2 separate regions of the Anser cygnoides genome follow, and region 2 is linked to region 1. Evidence: chromatin contacts called from public Hi-C data. All regions are on one chromosome and are shown on one strand. Each heading gives the region's core, a stretch centred on a gene start, on an enhancer-like site or on the middle of the called end of the contact. The rest is flanking DNA. Distances are from core to core; before and after follow the strand shown.

Region 1 (6,449 bases), core at 1,581-4,080:
GATCTGGTAAAGCACTTGAACACATAGAAAATGTGCTATTGATTTAATTAATAAATAATTTAATTAATAAAAGGCCAACTTGGTCTTTCTAGCATTTCTTACATTTCCCCGAATAGCTTTGGTTTTGGACAACTCTGGAGGCAGGAAAATCAGAGCGAATATTTTTATTGCTGTTCTTATCCAGTAGGGTAGTCTCTGTTTTCCAGCTCCTCTAGATAGCCTTTTAAGTATTTGCAAATAAATGTTTCAAAGAGTCCCAAAGAAATTTTACATTGCCAAGTGCATGCGAAAGCAGGAAGTGAAATAGGGAAATCTTTGCTTATCAGACCACTTAATTTAAGTTATTCTGTTTTGCCATATTAAGCACCACATTTGGACTACATCCACAAGGGAAACAGAACCGTACTATGCCTTCTAATTCAGACGTTTTTTCAACTGCATACTCTTTTTTAAGATACTGCATCTATTTTTATAATTGGTATAAATAGAAATCAGATAGTTTCAACATCAAATGACAAATATTTGCATTTCTTTTTTAAAGAGACAGGAAGCTACGTGCAGTAACTTTTAGCTAGGGTGGCCTTCCCCTCCCTCCCCCCCCCCCCCTTCTGTAATACTTCTTATAAAAATGTTTTCATATTTTATTCAGCTCTTGACAAGAACTTTTATTTGGATCCTAAAACACTTTTTCTTTAACGAGTTACTTGCTCTAGAAGGCTTGGGTGCTGAGCAAGGTATGTGTCTTGACCAGCCTTGCAGGAGCAAAGCACAGCTATCAAATGTGCAAGGGCACACTGAGAAGCTTTTCTGAGAGATACGTCAAAAAGCAGCCCCAATCCTTTGCATTTCTCTCCTACAGCACAGATCTTTCCAAGGGACTAGTAGCTTCCAAAGGATAGAACTGGGAGATTTGTGGTGTAGCAGATTAGCAGCTTATCAAGAGTTTCCATGGCTTCACTGAGAACGGACCATGATTCAGCAAATGAAACAAGGCAGGTTTCAGCTACTGTAGTAAACTGTGATCGGTATTGAAGGTGATAATGGAAAACAGTACTTGGTAGCACTGGTGGTGCATTCAGTTAAGGACTCTGCCAACAGGCTGCAACAATATTTAATTACGCAATCCATTAAAGTTGGTTAACTTTTGTGTGTTAGGCTTCTTGATCCTTTCTCCCTCCCACCTCCCCTTTTATAGAATAGCCCATAAGAATGAAAAAGGAAGAGAAATTCCTCTTCAAAACAGGTTGCTGTAATGCTGAAAGAGGGGGTGGGTCAAATTCAGGGTTTTACAAGTGGGCAAAGAACCAGCATCATTAAGTAATGCAGGGCCATCAGGACAACTTCAGCGTCCTTAACTGTTTGTCACTAGTAATCTATTAATAAACATGCTATTCTGTTTGACATTACATTTGGTTTTATTGGGACATGGGAGGAGCACTACTTCACAGATTGTTTATTAACTTACTCTGATCCTAGAAGATTAACGCTGTTTTTAAGATAAGAATACAGAAGAGTTTTTAGTATGTTTAATGTCGGCCCCTAGCGACCACAGAGATAACCTCGAGTAAATACAGGAGACTTGTGCCCACACCAAGTCTCTTCGGTTCTTAGGGCTACAGCGCCATCTTGGGGCCAACTGTAACGTTCAATGCTGCCATTTAAAAATTCACTAGCAAAAGTTTTGCTGCTTTCCTTACGAAATATTAATTATTCTGAGAGGATCTTCTATCAAAGTGACTACCTCCGCTACGGGCAGCGTGCGAACGGCAGCAAGCCTTGGAGAACAGGAATGGCAAGGAAGAACGGAGGTCCATTGATTCATTGGGTGTTGTCTGCTTTTAATGAGTCAGGCAGGTGCGATAGCATGGTATGGGAGAGGCAAGGCTCGTTTTAGTTCCTGCACAAGTTTTGCATGTGCTCGTATCCGATTCCAGCCAGCTGCTGTGGAAGGACTGCCTTTTGCTTTCCTATGCATAGCCTGGAAGTCACAAAAATAAAACGGCTCTCCTCTACTGTCTACAGAAGGCTTGAAATTTAGCTGGGATCGGGATGATCACACTTCCAAGCCTCCCCCAGACCCTGCCAGCTGTGATATACCCCATGCACCCCATCAGAAGTTGGCAACACCACTACCCCAAACCTATTCCAAGTGAACCCCCTTAATAAACTTAAGGGTTTAGGGGGGAAGAGTATGTTCTGGAGGTGGGGAGCACCAGGGCTCAGGGCCCAGCCTTCCTTGTCCCCTCCTGTGTCAGCAGCAGCTGCCACACCTGGAGTATTGTGTCCAATTCTGGGCTCCTCAGTGCAAGAGGGACATGGAGCTCCTGGAGCGAGTCCAGAGGAGGGCTACAAAGATGATGAGAGGACTGGAGCACCTGTCATATGAGGACAGGCTGAGGAAACTGGGCCCGTTTAGCCTGGAAAAGAGAAGACTGAGGGGAGACCTCATTAATGTATGTAAATATCTGAGGGGAGGGTGTCGAGAGGATGGAGCCGGTCTCTTTTCAGTTGCGCCCAGCGACAGGGTAAGAGGCAACAGGCACAAACTGAAACACAGGAGGTGCCGGCTGGGTATGAGGGGGCACTTCTCTACTGTGATGGTGACAGAGCACTGGCACAGGTTGCCCAGAGAGGCTGTGGAGTCTCCTTCTCTGGAGATATCCAAAACCCGCCTGGACGCCATCCTGCACAGAGTGCTCTAGGTGACCCTGCTCGGCACTGGGGTTGGACTGGACGATCTCCAGAGCTCCCTCCCCACCCCGGCCATCCCGTGACTGTGTGACGGGAGAGGAGGGACACCCCGCCCCAGGGCGGCGCTAGCGCGGCCGTTACTCCCCACACGGCTGCGCGCGTCCCGCCCGCCCTGCCATGACGGCAGCGGGGCGACCCTCGCCCCCCCCCCGGCTCCTCCCCCGCGCCTGCGCAGTGCGAGGCCGCCGCTTTCCCGCCGGCGGCGGGTGCGTGAGGGGCCGGGGCTGGGGCGTGAGGGGAGGGGAGGGGAGGGGAGGGTCCGAGGGGTGCGGGGGTGAGGTGAGGGGGCAGCCGGGGGTCTCACCGGGTCTTGGTGCTCAGGTGGAGGATGACAGGAGGCAAGGAGCCGTTCTGCGTGAGGTTCGTCAGGTCTCCCGGCAGCTCGGGGTGCTTTTGGAAAGCTCTCGAGGTAAGTGGCCTGGGCGGCCCCCTCAGGGCCGGTTAGGTGGCTCCGGGGCGGGCTGAGGTGTGCGGTGTGGGTCTGGAGGTAAAGCTGTGTCTGTAACGGGGCTGCTTTAATTTTGTGGGGCAGATCGCTCCTTGAACAACAGCTAAATCTCATTTCAATGAGAAATTGAGCATTCACGTTTGGGGGTGATGATAGGACATAATGATAGGACAAGGGGGAATGGACTTAAAACTGAAAGAGGATAGATTTAGACTAGACATTAGGAGGAAATTCTTTACTGTAAGGGTGGTGAGGCACTGGGACAAGCTGCCCAGAGAAGTTGTGGATGCTCCATCCCTGGAGGTGCTCAAGGCCAGGCTGGATGGGGCCTTGGCCAACCCTGTGCAGCAGGTGGCATCCCTGCCTATGACAGGGGGGTTGGAGTTAGGTGGTCTTTAATTAAGGTCCTTTACAACCTGAGCCATTCTGTGATTCAAAGCCTGTAGACATTTAGTGAAGTGACATGTAGACCAGGAAGGTCTGGATGCTGGTCACTCATCCAGGCTCCTAAAGTCTTAATGAGAATAGTGTGCTTTTGTTCTTGTTTTTTCCACCTTGGGAGGTTGGAGGGAGCTGAAGGTGCTGTATGACAAGCTCATGTCCTGAAAGTTTGTATGTTGAATGTTTAAGTCTGACGATTGTGGAAAGTTGGGGGGTGTTGAGGACCCATTTGATATTTTAGCTCCCTGTTCTGCCAGTATACTCTTGCCAGGGTAGCTTCTTTGTGAGCTGTTTCAGGTAGATGTGCTTTTATAGCTTCCACAGGATTAACTAGCTGTGGTTTGTCAATTAAATACATGTAGTTATATGAACTGTTTTCCTGCAGTCTATAAAAGAATTTCAGTCAGAAGAACATCTCCAGATCCTTGAAGAAGAAACAGCACTCAACATAAAAGAAAATGATAAATCCCTTTATATTTGTGATCCTTTTAGAGGCGATGTTTTCAATCATCTCAAAAAGGTATGCTACCCATCAACTTGCTTATATCAGCTTATGTCTTTTCTAGGAGCACTCATGGCCATGCTTATACTCTGCATGTTCTTTCTTCTCGCACTAAATGTAGTAGTATTCAGTATTCACAGTAAAAACTTTAAAACTTCACTGCATGCTGTATTTAGGGACGAAGAAGGTGAGCAGATAAGGATTATCTTGAAGCAAGTGGAAAAATAAATAGTATGATTCGTTCTGGTTCTGCTGGAGTCAGTGAGCTGGCTCTCTCTTTCTGTCTTCTAAGTAACATGAGTTTGTGTGACCTGCGAGGAATTGTCCAGCAGACAAAGACAGACTATCTGGAATTCTGTGACATGCTAGATGTAGCATTCGTTGCTTTTATCAAGGCCAGAAAACCTAAGAGGATTGTACTGAAAATCCCCAGCAGAAAGTGAAGCAGAACTGTCACCTATCTGGTGATGCTAGAGGAGGACAGGCAAGGGCCTTGTTTTGTCCCTCAGGATTCAGGGACAAAGAAAACCTTCCCTGCACCAGTGTACCTTCTGCTCATTTTCCTCATTTTCTGTTCTTGTTATTTCATTGCAGCTTGGCTGTAGAATTGTTGGACCACAGGTGGTCCTGTACTGTATGCAGTCCCAGCGGTGTGTCCCAAGAGCGGAGTATCCTGTGTACAACATGACCATGGCTGACGTAACAATATCCTGTACCAGCCTTGAAAAAGATGTTAGGGTAATGCGTTATACATGATGGATTGTTTAGCTGACTTTTCTGTGACATTTGTTTCAGATGGCTTATTACTAAGGCATCAGTCACAGTATATATACCAAGTGTAACTGTGCCTGTGTGTATACGTGTCTAGTCTTTCTATAGTTTGTAGAGTATAGTTTATGTAAAGAATTGTATAATTCTATGGAGAAAGAGGATGTCTTCCCGTAAGTATGTAGTGTACAAATATGTATGCAGTGGTGTATCTATGCATGTACATGGATAGTATTATATAAAAGTGTAAGACATCACTAACATGGGAGTAAACGTATGTTTGGAGAATTTTATTAGCTGAAGAGGTAGGTCACTTAGCTTGCTAGTTTGTCTCCAGCTAGCATGCTACAGACAACATGCTGTATTTTTGGTTTCTCAAACTACGTGGTAAACATTAAGCATTCAGCCAGCTGTGGTGTACATAGTTTATCTTAAATGTTTTCTTTTAATTATTCCAACATCTCTTTCTAATTTATGCTACCTAAAAGAACAAGCATCAGTACAATTTTTTTTTCCTGATACGGTATGATTGTAACATCTTTATTAAGGATATGTATTATATATTCATCTTACATAAATGTAAGTAAAACTGAATTTATATTTGATATTTTTGATCGCTTCTTTATGCGTATACATTGTGAGTTTTTTGTTAGGAGAAACCACACAGAACTGAAATTTGTTTTTAAGGCAAACCTGAGTGTGATGTAAGTTCCTTTTTTTTTTATTTCTTGGTGATTTTCTTTATTTCTTTTTTTCCTCACTCAGGAAGAAGTTCATAAATATGTGCAGATGATGGGCGGACGTGTGTACAGAGACCTCAACGTGTCAGTAACTCATCTTATAGCTGGAGAAGTTGGCAGCAAGAAATACTTAGTAGCTGCATCTCTGAAAAAACCTATTCTGCTTCCCTCTTGGGTTAAGACACTGTGGGATAAATCTCAGCAAAGGTAAAACAAACAAAAACATACTTTGTGCTGAGGACTGGTAATTCTTAAGGTGAAACACACTTCTTTCTTTTACCAATTAATTTTACTTGGATGAAAAAATGTTTTTTTTCTCCTTTTCACTCCTTTAGCATGATGAGATACACCGATGTTAACATGGAAGACTACGCTTGTCCTATATTTCTTGGCTGTACAATTTGTGTAACTGGCTTAAGTAGCTTGGACCGCAAGGAAGTCCAGCGCCTCACGGCTGAACATGGCGGGCAGTACACGGGACAGCTCAAGATGAATGAATGTACTCACCTCATAGTTCAAGAGCCAAAAGGTAGAACCTAGAGAAAATATTATTTTCCCTTTTTGAATTGAAGTAGTGTAAATATGCATAAGAGTTTAAACATTCTGTGTCTGCTTCAGTGGTAGTCTTACTGCTTCTGTACAGGGGAATAGTGTTGATGAGAAAAGTAACACAGGAACACTGGCTTCGCTCTGAAGGCATACAAAAGGAGAACAAAAGAAGAAAACAGAGACCCTGAGAGAACTGAATGGAAGGGAAGGGGAGAATCCTAGAGGGAAGGGAAGAATAAAAAAAAAAAAA
Region 2 (6,449 bases), core at 2,036-4,535, 190 kb before region 1:
TAGATGTATTTCAATTCTGAACCTCAATATTGAATATACTTTACCAAATTTTGGAACTCTTCAAAATTTTATAGTACCTGACATCAGCAGTTGAAGCAATTTTATGGTAAAGCTAGTAAATAGCTTTGCAATACGTTCTAGCTTAAAGGAATTTAAGAAATATATGTGCTATTATATCATTTAATTATTCTTTTTTCTTTCCCTAGTTGCCTATTATCATGGTGGTTGCTTTCTCCATGTGCATTATTTGTTTGCTAATGGCTGGTAAGTTGCTACTGAGCTAAATTTCCCAAAATTAGCTTGCTTGTGTGGGGACTGTGTGTGGTTTTTTTCCCCCTTCAAATGGTTACTTAAAAAATACACAGTATAAATGTGCTTCTCAGTTATACTGGAAGGCGTTTGAGCAAGGCTCTGGAGACTGAGGGTCAGCACGATACCATTAATGTGGAAAAACCTGTAGTACTATAGAAAAAAACACTAAAACTTTTGTAGAAGTCACTTGGGGGCAATTAATTGACCCTGAATCCCTGAATTTAGTTCTACCTGAGTAGATGTATAGCTTTACTATAGCCTGGATGAATCTCCTGAAGAATCTCTTAACTTTTGGCACAAAGGCAATTCGGAAAAGCCAGATATAGTCATAAGCTCAGCCTGACAAATGTTCCCCTAGCTTACATTTGTGCTGGGAATTGAAGTCTTTGCTTTCTGCTTTTGTCTTGGATTTTCTAACGTTAGTGCCAGTGGGGTTCTTGACTCTGTGACCTATGTAGCGGTGTCAAAGCACTCTAAGAACTATACGGCAGAACAGTTCTAAGCTTCTAAGTTCTAAGCTACTAAGAACAGAACGCTAGTTTATGACCATCCAACTTTGTCAAGTCAACTGCTAGGTAAGGAAATACAGAATGGTGTAAGAGAAGACCCTAGTTCCTTTGAAGCACTTTTAACTTCATTTGATATCTGTGGGAGAGCTTGCAATATTTTGGTTTTGTATTTAGATACTCTCTCTGATAGCTGGAAATAATAAACTACGGTGTCTGACTCTTAACAGGTGATACATGGACTGAGACACTGGCCTATGTGCTTTTCTGGGGAAGTGCAAGCTTTGGAACTTTCGCTATCATCCTTTACAACGGCAAGGATTTTGTAGATGCACCCAAGTTGGTCCAGAAAGAGAAGATGGACTGAATTTGTGTGTGTGGAAAGCGGCTTGGTACTGAGGATTCCTCAAGCCACACCTGGAGTCTCTACTGACCTGCTTTCCACACCAAACTGTGGTCTAATGAACATTCTTCCTTGGCAGCCTTGTGGGGAGAGGAAATAGTGTCCTTTGGTGGTAGCTTTCAACTGAGATCTGACTCGGCAATCTTAGTTGCAATGGTTTTTGGAATATTGCATTTGTGGAGGGGGCTCCACTCAGTTTACTGAGATGATTCAAAGATTCCAGACACCAAAAAGCTGGCTTTAATGTTATAGGGTGTAAGCGGACTGCTTTAGCTCACAGTCCAAGTGTGCAATTTCAGCTGAATTTTGTTCTCTGGCTTGACAGGAGGGGAGCTCTGATGCTGCTCATATGTCAAAATACCTAGGTATTGAAGCACTAATAACGGAGCTTCTTTGAACAAATAAGGCTTCATAAGAACACAAAGTCTTGTTCCAAGACTCATAGCTGGATTATATTTGCTGTGATAAAGTCCATGTTAACAAGTCCTTTGTGCATATGTGTGTTGTTTCTTGTCCCCACCAAATTAAAGGATCCGTTGAATCCTAATGCTCTTCCAAAATGAGCTTTTTGTCCGGTGTTATCTGGGACTGATGCAATATTCTACTAATCATTGTTTGGGTGAAAGGACAGTGTAATTGGATGCTCCTGAAGTTGCAAATGTCTTGCACTGTTTCAGTACTACAGCCTCCAGATGATGATTCATTAGTTAGCACATTAAAGATTTTTTTCTAAATATGTAAATGAAATCAAAGAATGTAAAAATCCTTTGCGGTGTTTATTGAACCCTCCTTATGCTAAAGGTCCAAAGTATTCCATTACTTTAAGAGCAGTCACAATGTAAAAGGTGAACTTCATATTGTTTTGCTAGTCAGCTGCTTCTATACTTTGTTTATGTTGAAATAATTTACGAAAAAAGGAGTAAGAATCTGAGGAGAAAGTGTTAGCCTAACACTGTGGTTGCACTTGGGAGCAGCAGCTTGCTTTTTGTGCATGATGATATAACATTTAAAAAAAAAGTAAAAAAAGCTACACTATAATTTGTGTTGGTTAACAATAAATGTGTGTCTTTAAATTTAGTGCTTCCAAGCTGTAAACAAAAAAGTAATCCTAATCAAGGACCAATTTTAAACTATTTTGTCACTTATTTTATATGGTTTGTTTGAAACCAGAGATGAAACTTGCTTAAGGCGCTGTGCATTGTTTAATATTTCCTGTAAGTACAGCTGTATATTCAGATTGCGATTATAAAATTTAAATGGGGGGAAGGGAGAAATATGTAGAATATTAGAACTAGCACAGTTGTCATTGAAGCTAGAACATAAGACACTGATAATCCAGTGTTTCACTGTGTTATGACTGAAAATATGTACAGATTTTTGCAATTGTTAATGTTCATTTTAATCTTGAATGTTTCTGGAGGCCTCTCTGGGTTTTGTGTAAACATAACCTGCTCATAAACACTAGTACTTGCGAAGTATCTGTTAGCTTTTAGATGCTGTAATGGAAGTACCAGTTGGCGGTTAACTGGAAAATCCTCTAACTTAACATTTCTGAACATGAACTCTGTAACAGACACAAAGTACAAAACATAATCTCACTATTTAATGGTTTTTATGGCTCAAAGGCAGGTGCCATTTGGAACTTGGTTGTCTTGCAGGCTAGAACTGAACCTTCGCATCTGTGGTGTGGAAAAACTTGTGGCAAAGACCAAACGTGATTAAATGAAGATCAAATGTGATTAAATGGATCGTAAGACACAGACTAATATACCTTTTTGAAGCTGGAAGGCATCTGTATTTCAGTGCTTTGCACAGTCTGTATTTCTAGAATCACAAACGGTGTACTCGTAAAGGACAATAAAATGCCCAACTTTTCTAGATGCTGTCTGGTGCCGTGTGTGCTTTGGGTCAGCCTTGCCTCCACCTTATTCCTTGGGGACTGTTTTTCGGTGGACGGCAGCCGGGGCTGCGTCTGGGCTCTTTGCGAGGCGCGCTTCGCTGTCCGAGGACCTGATTTCATGCGCAGGGCGCAGTCGCGGGCCCGGGCCCGGCCCTTTCCGCCGCGCCGCTTCCGCCCCTTGGCGCTGTGGGCGGCGGCCGCTTGCTGGCGGCGCGGCCCTGTGGCAGGAGCCCCCCGCAGCCCGCCCCGCTGCTCTCCGCCGCCCGCCCGAACACCCCCGGCCGCGGCGCCGGGCTCCCGCCGCCATGAAGCTCGTCAGGTGAGCGGATGGGGGCGGATGGCCGCCCGGCCGCCATGGCGCCCGCCGACCGCCGCCATGGCGCCCGCCATAACGGCCGCCAACCGCCATGGCGCCCGCCCTCCTCTGTGTGGGGCTTGGCGGGAGCGGCCGCGAGGGTCGCGCTGACGCCGCGTTATGCGGTAACGGTGGGGAATTAACGGCGTGTTCTTAATCGGCAGGTTCCTAATGAAGCTGAGCCACGAGACGGTGACCATCGAGCTGAAGAACGGGACGCAGGTGCACGGAACCATCACAGGTAGGGCGCGGGGGCGGCCCGCAGCAGCGCCCAGCCCGTTAGCTCGGTGCTGGGCATCGGCAGGAGCCGTGGCCGAGGCTGGGCTTGGTTGCTCTGAGCTCCCTCCGGAGGAGGCCTGCGCGGGTGGATGCGGGTGGGCAGGAGTGAGGGGGGTTCGCTGCGGTAGGGCCCGGACGTCTGCCAGAAAGTGGGGGGGTGGTGGTGAGCTGTGACCTGCCAGCTCCCCGCAGCAAGACACACAGACGCTTCAAAACTTCAGTTGGTCACAGATCCACACTGACACACGGGTGGGCGAGTTCACCCACGGTCAGACTTACGCTGCTGGTTTGTCTTGTGATAAGCTTTCCATCAATAAGGCGCTGCTGGGAGGTAGTGAATTCAGTCATCCTGGGAGCCTTTCGGTCTGACCCGAGCGTTGTTTACAGGTAGGATCAGGGGTGAAGGAAGTTCACCCTGTTCCCAATCATTTTGTGGGCAAAGCTGGCATAAGGATGATATTCGCTTAGAATTTTAGCAGCATGATAAGGTAAGGTAGTTTTACTGCCTTATAAAACTGATAAAACTGATGGTGGATACACAGCCTAAACTTTTATAAGATGCTTCAGTGCTTCTGACTTTGATTAGAGCAGTTGTGACAAGCGATAGTCGCATAAAAACATTACACCCAAGTCACCACCAGAGGGATTTTTTCTTAAAATAGTAGTACATATAAGCAGCAAGTGTTAAATGTTGATGCAGCCTTAAATTGGTTAAACTTCACGTGTAACCAATATTAATCTAAAAGTGAGTTATTTCCTTCGAGCCTGTTTTTGCTCTGCTTGTGGTGAATTTGCATGGATATGCATCTTTGTATATACTTGCATTGGTTTCGTGAAACTGGTTTGAAGACATAGCATAGGGATTAAGGGCAAAAAGGAATCCTGGTGTCAAGAACATGGCATCCTGCTGTTGCCAAAGGTCTGTCACAAAATAAGTTTGTGAGAATTAGTATCTGGGGAAGCGCTTAGTGTCTGTGCTGATCCCTAAAATGAAGGAGCTCCTTTTTGTATCACTGAACTGAAAGCATCGGGGAGAGCCTTTGTAGGTGATGATTTCATTCTCATGTGTGTGGAAAAATGCATGGACTGCTTTGTTTGCTTGAGTAACATCAGAGACTGAGTGTTCTCAAAATAATATCACATTAGAATTACTTACAGACATTCGGGTACGTAGGGGGGGCTGTTGCGTTTCATAAAGCAAACCGTTGTGGTTAAGTTAATGATCGTGCTTGATCTCCTTTCCTTCACCTACTTGAAGTTACTTTTGGAGGCTCTTCTATCCTGACTAGAAGAACAAAAAACAGTTCAAACTTGGCAAAGTTGTAATCCAGGGGATTGCTTAGGTGCTTTTTTGGCCCGTAGCAATCTGCTGAGATTTGGCAAAATTAAAAATTGGCGTTATTTTGCAGCCAGATGCATCAGCGCTGATTAGCACCTGAATGCACCGCCCGGTATCCGAGTGCAGCGTGCTCCATTGAACCCGGCTAGGTAGGAGGCAAACAGCCTGCATGTCTCCTTCTGACCTCGCTGCTTCTGGGCTTGATCATTGAGCAAAGTCTCTCTCGTGCTCTGCTAAGGATCTGTAAGACCTCTGAATGCAATCCCTGTTTCTGAAGGGACAGTCTTCCCTTTACGTTGGTGCACAAACCCTGGTAACAACCCTCGGGTTCGCGCCATTTCCTCTTCCTCCTTCCGCCGCCAGAGCAGCCCTGCTGAAGGAGCGGGTTTGTGTAACGCTCACGCTGCCAGGAGGGGACAGGACGGGTGGAGTACAGGAGTCAGAACCGTGCAAAATGTACAACGATGGGGGAGAGGATAGGAAAATAAGAATAGCACAGCGGTTCTTCTGGTTCTGGCCTGCTGCTCGCTCACGTTATTTGCCTTGGTGAAACGTCTTACAGTTTGCTTTTCCGTATTTGTGAAACAAGACTGTTTTGACCATGAAGGGTTGGTTGTCGGTACAGAAGATTGAACACACTAAAATCTTGCTCATATGGGTCACCGAATAAACAGTAATTAATGTTTGTAAACAAATAGAAGATATCACACTAGAATTAGATGTCTTTTACCGGAAATTAAATGCTTGACAGTTCGGCTTTTTCTTAGGTGTATAGCAAGAAGAAACGATCGTTTTTTTTCACCTGCTCAATGGTTTGTTTTGCTTCCTTTTTGAAGGAGCAAAAAGACTAATGCTAGACTTCTGTAAAAAAAAAAAACAAACAGCAGTTTATTTGTTGCTCAAAGGAGTTTTAATTGTTCACAGAATTGCTGTGACTGGCTAAGACCTAGATGAAGACCTCTAGCAACACTGTTCAGTTAGTAGCAAGTGGTTCTTCCATCAACAATTTTTCATTGAGGTGTTGTGGGCAGCAGTTGATAAATTATTGAGCATGATTTAAGAGAGAAAAAAGATGCAGTTTCTCGCAGTTAGAAGCTTGCTTAATTAATGACATAGATCCTGAAGTGTGTTTTAATGAACAGGATAAAACTTGAAGCATGTGCGTACTTCAGGTGGTCCCTTTTTGGGTGTTTTTATGTGCTTTCATCCGTAAAAATGAGAATTCTGTTGTTTCAGGAGTGGATGTCAGTATGAATACTCATCTCAAAGCAGTCAAAATGACGCTGAAGAACAGAGAACCTGTACAGCTGGAGACGCTGAGTATTCGAGGGAATAACATCCGCTACTTCATTCTG

Evidence for each region. A called contact is a pair of places that touch in the nucleus more often than the background predicts.
Region 2: a Hi-C map of liver shows a contact between it and region 1, with 1.8 times the contacts expected there. The contact joins the promoter of SNRPD1 here to the promoter of TOPBP1 in region 1. A contact is called at or near these places in 2 of 7 Hi-C or Micro-C datasets (both in liver).

Annotation. Positions count from the first base shown.
Region 1 is chr2:46,607,371-46,613,819 of Taihu_goose_T2T_genome, reverse strand. TOPBP1 (DNA topoisomerase II binding protein 1) reads left to right here and starts at 2,830. Exons shown (of 28, transcript XM_048053012.2): 1 at 2,830-2,957; 2 at 3,073-3,160; 3 at 4,026-4,160; 4 at 4,737-4,880; 5 at 5,676-5,857; 6 at 5,986-6,179. The coding sequence starts at 2,869.
Region 2 is chr2:46,802,235-46,808,683 of Taihu_goose_T2T_genome, reverse strand. It overlaps SNRPD1 (small nuclear ribonucleoprotein D1 polypeptide), which reads left to right and starts at 3,285. Exons shown (of 4, transcript XM_048053029.2): 1 at 3,285-3,440; 2 at 3,641-3,717; 3 at 6,331-6,449. The coding sequence starts at 3,427. SACM1L (SAC1 like phosphatidylinositide phosphatase) reads left to right here. Exons shown (of 20, transcript XM_066991997.1): 19 at 207-264; 20 at 1,049-3,099. The coding sequence ends at 1,185.